Regions from separate parts of the Pan troglodytes genome. Here all the other regions are linked to region 1. A link is a contact called in public HiChIP or PLAC-seq data. All regions are on one chromosome and are shown on one strand. Each heading gives the region's core, a stretch centred on a gene start, on an enhancer-like site or on the middle of the called end of the contact. The rest is flanking DNA. Distances are from core to core; before and after follow the strand shown.

Region 1 (2,700 bases), core at 154-2,653:
AGATTCTTGCTGATTTTTCTAGATTTGGGTTCCTTAACACAAACACACACGTTGTGTATCAAACAGCTCTATTTCTACCATATCTTTATTGAAAGCTACTTTCTGCAAATATGTAATAACGTATTCACCAACCACATCTTTCTACATTTTGATTCCCTTTGTATAAATGTGGAGAAATTCTAAGGTTCTTGGGAAAGGTATTCAGTCATGAAGCAGTCTCCAAAGTTGTATTTTGGCCTTACCTAACTAAATTTTCATTCATTTCATTCTTATTGACATTACATATACTATAACATTTGATGTTCACAGAAAATTAACTTCTATTTTAAGAAGTTTACTCACAGAACCACAGTTTGTGCATTTAACAATCACTATGAAATACATATGAAACATTAACCATCATTTTAGAGAACAATTTAAAAACTCCGAAGTAACTACTTTCCTTAACTTTGTCATCCCAACATTCTGGGTATAGGCATTGTTGGAAAAATATAATTAAAAACCAAAATCTCCCAACCCAGAAATCCTCTCCACAAACGTTAGTAGACAAAACACTTTTAGTACTGAATAAGCATTAAACGAGACTGTGATACACATCACAGGCAATTTGCTAAGAGATTGCAAAGACAGAAATCTTGCCCTTTTGTATAGCCAAGTATATACGACCCATTACATACACGTTTTCAAGTTGAACAATAACTAGTCCTCAAGTAAGAGGACCTGACATTTGTCACATTAACTTTACTTAATAATTGGGGTGACCATCTGTGTTAGTTAATTGGTTTTATCCAGAGGAAAAACAAACTTCTCCTGTCTTTATGACGGAAGGTAGTTTTGCAACACGGAGCAAGTTGCTCACCGAAGTTACGCTCCTACTCTCTCACAGAAACTGGGAGATAGGGAAGGATGCTACTCCGTTGATATGTGCAGCATTTCAAAAAAAAAAAAAAAAGGTCCAGAGACATTCCTGAGCATACAGTTGACAAGACCTATCTAGTCCTCAAGTGGATTTATACAGATTTCAAAGAGTTGAGAAAGTACTTAACAATTAAGAAAGTACTTAAGTTTTCTAAGACAAATGCTCGGAGAAAAAGGGACGGGAAATCTCATCCTCCATTTTCAATAGGGAGAATTAAGCCTCTTATTTAAAATTTTTATGTTGGTTTTTGTTTATTTAGCTTTAAAACAGTAGACTTAAAAAAAAGTCCAACTTAAGATTTATGTTTTTCTATGTGTAGGGCTGTTCTCTATGGTTAAATAAATAACCCTGCTTAGAGAAAATATTCACCACTCTTCTTTGGCTCCTATGTAACTCAGTTTTTGAGAGGGAGGGGAAATACCGGATTGACGCTATGTGGTTCAACCAATGCAAAAGATAACACCGCCTTAAAAAGTCTACTACAGGAACATGGGAGGGTCACACCCTCGAATAATGACGCATACCTATCCTACTGTTACTGATCACCTAGTAATAATCACATTACTCATTTTTCACCAAATTCTTTTGGTGAAGGACGCTTCAGAAACGGCCATCACTGAAGAGCAGACCCGTTTGGGTTCTCCACGCATTCTAGACTCCCGAAGAGGTAAGAATTTATTATAGGGGGCCACTCCCAGTACCTGCTGTATGCTTTTAAACATCCATTACAATTCCAGCATTGAGTTTCTAACATTTTTAGGCAGGCTCAGGCACTGGGAGTACAGGATTGAAAGACAGTTCCTGTCCTTAAGGGACTCAGAGTAAACTGGAGTTGCTGAAAACCATTCTAAAGCAATCCACGTTAATAACAGATGCAAGTAAAACGTGGGAACGTACAGGAAAAAGTGACCAATTCTGAGGCTGAAAAGTGCCTATTTTAGGGGTGGGGGCCTCGCGGCCCTAAAGCGGCTTCCCTTCCCGGAGATTTCAGCTCCGGGGATCGCCCAGCGCCCTCCGGGCACACTTAACATTTTAATCACGTCTCCGCCCCCACTCTCCGAATTCCTTTCCGGCTGCCGACCCGCCGAGTGGTCCCTTCCAGGCGGCCTCAGCTTATCATCGCCGGTCCGGCCACTTCCCGGCCGCGGCCAGGCGAGCCTCCCAAAGTTTCCTGTGACGCCTTCGTCCGTCTCCGGCCCCATCTCACCACGGCAGCCCAGGACACCCGCTAGGGAGGAGCAGGTTACCGAGGCGGGGAGAGCGGCACAAACGCGCAGACCTCGGGACTCCACCCGGGCTGGTGAGCGAGCCCAGAAAGCGGCGACCGCAGCTCCGCGCCTCCACTCCCAGGGCCCGCAGCTTGGGCTAAGCGTGCGCCCACCCAGCCTAGGGCCCAAGTCCTGCCCCTTCGGGGACCGGGCCAATCGGCCGCTCCCCGCCTCCTGGGAGGTAGTGGAGGAGGGGGCTGAGGGCCCGGCGGCTGCGCCCGCCTTCCGCTCTTGCCCATTGGCTGAGGCCTCGAGGGTGCCCGGAGACCGGAGTGCAGCGGGATTGGTTGCAGAGGTTCGTGACAGTGGCGCCTATTGGCTGTGGCAGCCCCCGTGACGCGGGGTGGTGACTGGCTCCGGAGTCTGAGGGGTTCGGGCTTGTCAGGTTCTAGGTAGGTGCGTTTCGCGCCGCCGGCGGTAGGCGCTGTTGCCCGGGGCAACGCAGGGGGAGGGGGGAAGAGGAGGGAAGGCAAGCCTAGAGTGGGGGCAACAATGCCTGCCCGCAGAGGGGCG
Region 2 (2,700 bases), core at 140-2,639, 660 kb after region 1:
TTTGAAAAATGAACACTAAACTGTCAACTTTACACTGGAGTGGGACTGGGGGATGAAAAGAAATATTTAAATTTTACCTAACAGTCCGTTATTTATATTGTTGAAGTGTACATCAAACTTGCATGTCTGTAATGAATTTTTAAAATTAAGTGGTCATCTCATATAAAAATGACATGAACCCCAAAAGACAATTACAACACTGAAAAATAGTTTAAACGTTTATTACTGTTATCCTCAGGTTTATTCACATACACTTCAAATGATCCGTAGCCTTCAGCAAAGGTGACTGCCATTTTAAAGAAATGTGACCAAGTATTTCATGATTAAACAGAATACATTAAGCCTGTAATGAAAATTTTAAACTTCACAGAACCAGCAGACTGAAAAGAAGCGCCTATGCGGATGTAAATTTTTTTTTTTTTAATGTCCGGAGAAGGAACTCTCAGATTACTCTCCTCCCTGCAAAACGACTATTTACCACCTCCCCTTTGCTTCAACTTGGTCTGAGCGTCTTTAAGCTCACCATTTTGAATATGCGCAAAATGATTAACAGTCATCTGAGGGAGGACAAATTAAAGGTGCATCTGCAAGAGGAGCTCTGGCCTGACATCGCTAACTGAGAGCAGCCCTGGCGGAAAGGTGCTGATCCCGGGAGTAGAGCGACTGCTACGGCTCGAGCGGGGTGTCTGCGTGCCGAGCCTCACTGACAATCGGGGAAAATGCAGACGCCCAGCAGAACGACGGCAACGGAAGGCTCCTCGGGGGAGGGGGGCTGCAGGCCTGTGGCGTAAGATGGTTCCGCTCTACGCGGGGTGACGGGAAACCGCAGAAGGTGGGTGTGAGGTGTTGGTTGGGGGGCAAACTCTTGTACAGTGGCGAGTGTAGGGGAAAGCCAGCGGGGTCCTTGGCCAAGTCACCAAGGACAGCAGAAGAGGCAGCAGGAAAGAGCGGCAGCGAAGACCCCGATACCAACCAATGTCATCCGTCGGGGGGCGGCGGGCGCGACCGTCCCGGATAGGAGCGCGGCCCGGGTCCGGGCTGGACAGGGCCCAGGAGGCGAAGAAGGCCTCCCACAGCCATCAACCCCACCCACCATGGCCGGCGCAGCAGGCCAGGGACAAGCCCCGCTCCTTCCGAAGCTAGAGACAGAGAAATTGAGGAGCTGAACGCAGCAATTTCCTCGCCCCGACCCCCACACTCCCGACAGCGGAACAAGCCAGACTGAAAAAAAAAAAAAAAAAAAACCCTCACCGAAATGTGCAGCGGCTCCGGAGCGAGAACAGCGCTCGAACCTCCACCCGCCACCACCGCCTTCTTCTCCGCCTCCAACTCCTCCCCCGCCGAACGCGCAGCGGCTGGCGGCTGTGGCGGCGGCGGCGGCGGTGGCGGCGGCGGAAGCAGAGGCGGTGGTGGTGAGTCCCGCCCCTTGCGCCGCGGTGGAGGCGAAGGAGGAGAGTACGCAAGCCCCTCCCGCATAGCAGAGATGACCAATCAGCTTACAGGGTCTCTGCTGGGGGACAAGGCATACGCCCAATCAGAACCTGAGGAGTGGGCTCACGTCAATGGTTGGGACGTGGCAGAAAAAGGGAAAAATACTTGGACCTTCTCTACAGCCTGCTCCCCCATCTCCCTCAGGGGGAGTTCACCAATTGGCTGAAGAGCGGAAAGACGAAGCCGACTCCGTCCCCCGCCCCAGCCGAGCCCACCTCCTTTCCCTGCAGTACTGCGACGTTTGGGGAGGGGGCGGAGCACCGTGTAGGAGCTAAAACTGCGCGGCCTTTTGTGGTTTGGGCTGAGAGAAAAGGGCGGGGTCTCAGGGAAAGGGAGGGGGGTGTGGAGAACTAACAGAAAGACTGGCGCAGTTAGGCTTTTTCGGAAATTCCAACAGCAACAACCAAAATGGAGGCATTAAAATCGATCCTGATTCGACTGGAAACCTGATTAACAAGGTTAAGGTCTCCTGGCATAAAGTTCAGTTACAATTCAGATATCGGCGAGACAAAAAAAAAATGAAACGAAGAAGGGCTTGTTTACCCACCCTGACCCTGGGCACTATATGGCGCTTTCCACCCTCGCTCTCCGCGCTGACCCTTGCCCCTCGCTTCTTATTCTGCTGGGGCGGGGTTCAGAGAAGGCCTGCCTTTCCTCTGTATAGCCTTGGGCTGACCACAGCCTCCCAGCTTGCATCTTGAGGCTGTTTGTCAAGCCGGGAAGTAACAGCTCCCATCACATGCAACCAAAATAAATACAACAGCTGCAGTCCCCGGACACCTTGCTTAATTTAAACCTGGGTAACAGTTTAGTTAATTATGTCAGTGATACAAAACTGTTTCTTCGTTCTGCACATATTCTCTTTATTCATCTTGAAACGTGTCCGCTTATCTGATTACAGTCCCGCTGTCTTCTCTTATTCCCCACCCCCGACCCGTCGCCCGATGCCCAGGATATATTCATCGCGACCCCTCCCCCACGAATTAAGAGCCCCACTTCTTGTGCTGTCCCCTTAACAACAGCGAACTCTCTTGCCAGTGAACTGAGACTAATTTTTTTTTGCTGTTGATGGAAATAAATTACCCAAAATTTACTGTAGAAATTTAGGTTTATGAGAATTTGCCAGACATTTTGTGAAATCCAATCTGAATCCCAGTCCACTCCTGTAGTACGTTTCTTACCAAAAAACCATTCCTTGCTTGATATTAC
Region 3 (2,700 bases), core at 140-2,639, 930 kb after region 1:
ACTCTTGGGCTGAGAGACAGAGTGCCCAATGAAGAACCTCCCCAATTCCTCCCAGGGCTAAGATCTAGACGTTTTTGGAGAGGGTATGACCTGGCTCACTGAATGGCAGAGAAGTCACCATTGGGCTACGTCTGCAAAGCTTGTGGAAGATGTGCCCTCTGCAACTTGCTGCAAATGCCTCTAGGGTGCCAGGGAAGTTTGGCGTAGTGTCTCACCTCCTCTACAAAGCTCCTAGAGTTGGGCATGTGAGAGGAAATTGCTAGTTACTGAGCACTATAGGACCTTGGCAGTGGAGAAAGCCAGGTATGCTGCAAAAGCTTATCAATACACAGAAATCAGGAAGCAAAATCCTTTTTTTCTGTAATGTCTCTTCAGCGCCCTCTACTGATAAAGCTTCAGTCCCAGAAGGCAAACGAAAAACTGTTTAAAAGGCTCAGATCCGTTTTTACAGTGCAGTCAAAAAGGGCGAATTTGGAGCTGAGAGGCAATAAATCAATAACTGACAGAAGCATCACTTCTCAGATTACACTCATGGATTTCGTAGTCAGATGTTTCTACATGTGCCTGGACGGCCCTTTGTCAGTCTCCTTTCCCCCAGGTTTTAACAGGCTGTCACCAAAAGAGGAAATAGTGAGCCCGAAGAGAATGTGCAAGCCCTCTTCTCTTGCATTTCCTCCAGCCCTTCACCAAGTACTCTTCCAGGCACGCCAGGCCCGAGTGTCCAAGGATAGGAAACCTGGGCAACAAAGGGAAGTGGGGTGTAAGCTCAACCCCTGTTGGACGTGGGGGTGCTGGCGTCTGAACGCCCCCGAAGGCCTCAACTCCCAGAAAGCTGCCTGCCAGGTCACAAGAGCCCTGTGAGGTCTTCCTATCGCCGGGACACTGGGAGGCAGGCGCGGGGCGGGCCCGCCGGGCGACGCGCTGTGATTGGGCGCCGTGGGGCCCGCCCCCTCATCTCGGAGCGTCGGGAGGGGGCGGGGCCAGCCGCCCGCTCGGCTCAGGGGCTGCGGGCGCCTATTGACCCAGCGGCCGCTGCGCCGCCGCTGTCTCCTCCTGCTCGTGGCGGGCGGTGCTGGAGCGCCAAGTGGCGCTGGAGAACCGGCGCTTCTTTTCGCCGCTTCCGCCGCCATCTCCGCGTTTGTGGGGCGGGAAAGAGGGAGGGGGCTAGCGGCTGCAGCTGGAGCGGGCTTCTCTCCGGGGACGGTCCTTTCCTCCCTGCTCTCCTTTTCCTTCTTTCCGCGTTGCCGCCGCCCGCCCCCTGCGCCTCCCCGCGGAGCCTGGGTCTGGGAGGGGGAAGGTAGGGGCGGCAGGGGGCGGGAGAGGCTGGCGAGCGGACGCTAGCGTTGAGGAAACTCATCAATCCGTGAGCCCCGGAGTCCGGGGTGCACATCGGCCCAGCCGCCGCGTCGGCGGCGGCGGCGGCAGCAGCACGAAGGGGCTCAGTCGGGGTAGGCGGGGGCGGTGCCGGTGCCGGTGCCGCGGGGGCGGGCCCGACCGTCCCGCCCAGAAGTTGTAGGGCTTGGCTCCTCGCGATCTTGTTCCTTTCCCCTCCGCTTCTCTGACCTAGCTGCGCGGCCCCGGCCCGGGAGCTGCCGAACCCGCGCCTCCCCTGGGTGAGGAGGACACGCCTGCCCTCGTCGAGAAAACTTTTCCTGCCGACTCAGTTGGGGCGGCGGTGGCAGGAAGTGCGGGCAGCGACCTCTCCTCCGCCTGCCCCGCGCGCCCTGCCGGAGGTCGGCGCTGAGCTTGCGATCAAGTTTGTGGGGGCCCCCCTTCCCAGTTGCCGGCGAGTCTCGCCTCGAGAGGGGCGCCCGACCCCGGAGAGGGCGGCAGGCCAGGGCGAAGGCCAAGGGCGTGTGGTGGCGCCGGAGACTAGGTGCGGAGCAAGGCGGGGACTCGCATCCGCATCCGAGAGCGCGGAGGTCGCGCAGCCCGGGAGAAGGGAGCCTCCGGCGGCTGCTTCCTAGAGTCCACAGTGCGCTGTCTCCTTTGGCTGAGGACAGTGTCCTGGCCCCGAGTCTATCGAGGAAAATGAAGTTAAGCCGCCAGTTCACCGTGTTCGGCAGTGCGATCTTCTGTGTGGTGATTTTCTCGCTCTACCTGATGCTGGACCGGGGTCACTTAGACTACCCCAGGAACCCGCGCCGCGAGGGCTCCTTCCCTCAGGTAAGCACCTGGGAAGGGGGCGCAGGGCTCCGAGGGGCCAGGCGTGCGGGCCCCTGGTTAGCGGCTGCTACCCGACCTCTTCCTCCCGCCGCGGCCCCACACCCGTGCTGGGCGAGGCCAGGGGCTCTGTAGCTCTCGGACGGCAATGATCACCTCCTGGGAGCCACCTCGCCCGGGCGCGCCGAGTTAACAAAGTGCTGGGCGGCGTGCGGCGGCGGCGGCATCATCCCGCTCAGGAAAGTGGCCATGTTCCGGCATTCGCACCCGGCCTGTTGGGGTGGCTTCGGGCACCTGCTGGCGGGGGAACGGGCGCGGCGTGAGGCACCCCCCGCCAGCCCGGGGCCCGCGTATCGCGGTGGGGTCGTTCTCGGCTCTCACAGGGTTAAGCCGCCCGCACCAGCCCAGACCCCCTGAGCGCACCGAGTCGCGGAAATGGATCAAACCGAACCCACCTAGGCTTTTTTTTTTTCTTTTTCTTCCCCGCTGCCTCTGAAGAGAGAGAAGTTTATTTCGTGTTGCGGCCCTTTTAGATGT

The links. HiChIP or PLAC-seq counts read pairs in DNA pulled down with a chosen protein or histone mark.
Region 2: an H3K4me3 HiChIP or PLAC-seq map of stem cell-derived excitatory neurons shows a contact between it and region 1, with 13 times the contacts expected there. The contact joins the promoter of PJA2 here to the promoter of FER in region 1. A contact is called at or near these places in 1 of 7 Hi-C or Micro-C datasets (stem cell-derived neural progenitor cells) and 1 of 1 datasets of contacts at active chromatin or transcription factors (stem cell-derived excitatory neurons).
Region 3: a contact with region 1 is called in an H3K4me3 HiChIP or PLAC-seq map of stem cell-derived excitatory neurons, with 6 times the contacts expected there. The contact joins the promoter of LOC112209188 here to the promoter of FER in region 1. A contact is called at or near these places in 1 of 7 Hi-C or Micro-C datasets (stem cell-derived neural progenitor cells) and 1 of 1 datasets of contacts at active chromatin or transcription factors (stem cell-derived excitatory neurons).

What each region holds. Positions count from the first base shown.
Region 1 is chr4:106,467,747-106,470,446 of NHGRI_mPanTro3-v2.0_pri, forward strand. It overlaps FER (FER tyrosine kinase), which reads left to right and starts at 1,404. Exons shown (of 19, transcript XM_063810513.1): 1 at 1,404-1,586.
Region 2 is chr4:107,124,407-107,127,106 of NHGRI_mPanTro3-v2.0_pri, forward strand. It overlaps PJA2 (praja ring finger ubiquitin ligase 2), which reads right to left and starts at 1,390. Exons shown (of 10, transcript XM_526975.7): 1 at 1,252-1,390.
Region 3 is chr4:107,399,185-107,401,884 of NHGRI_mPanTro3-v2.0_pri, forward strand. LOC112209188 reads right to left here and starts at 1,390. Exons shown (of 1, transcript XM_024356505.3): 1 at 1-1,390. The coding sequence starts at 1,390. The coding sequence ends at 998. MAN2A1 (mannosidase alpha class 2A member 1) reads left to right here and starts at 1,507. Exons shown (of 23, transcript XM_063810525.1): 1 at 1,507-2,166.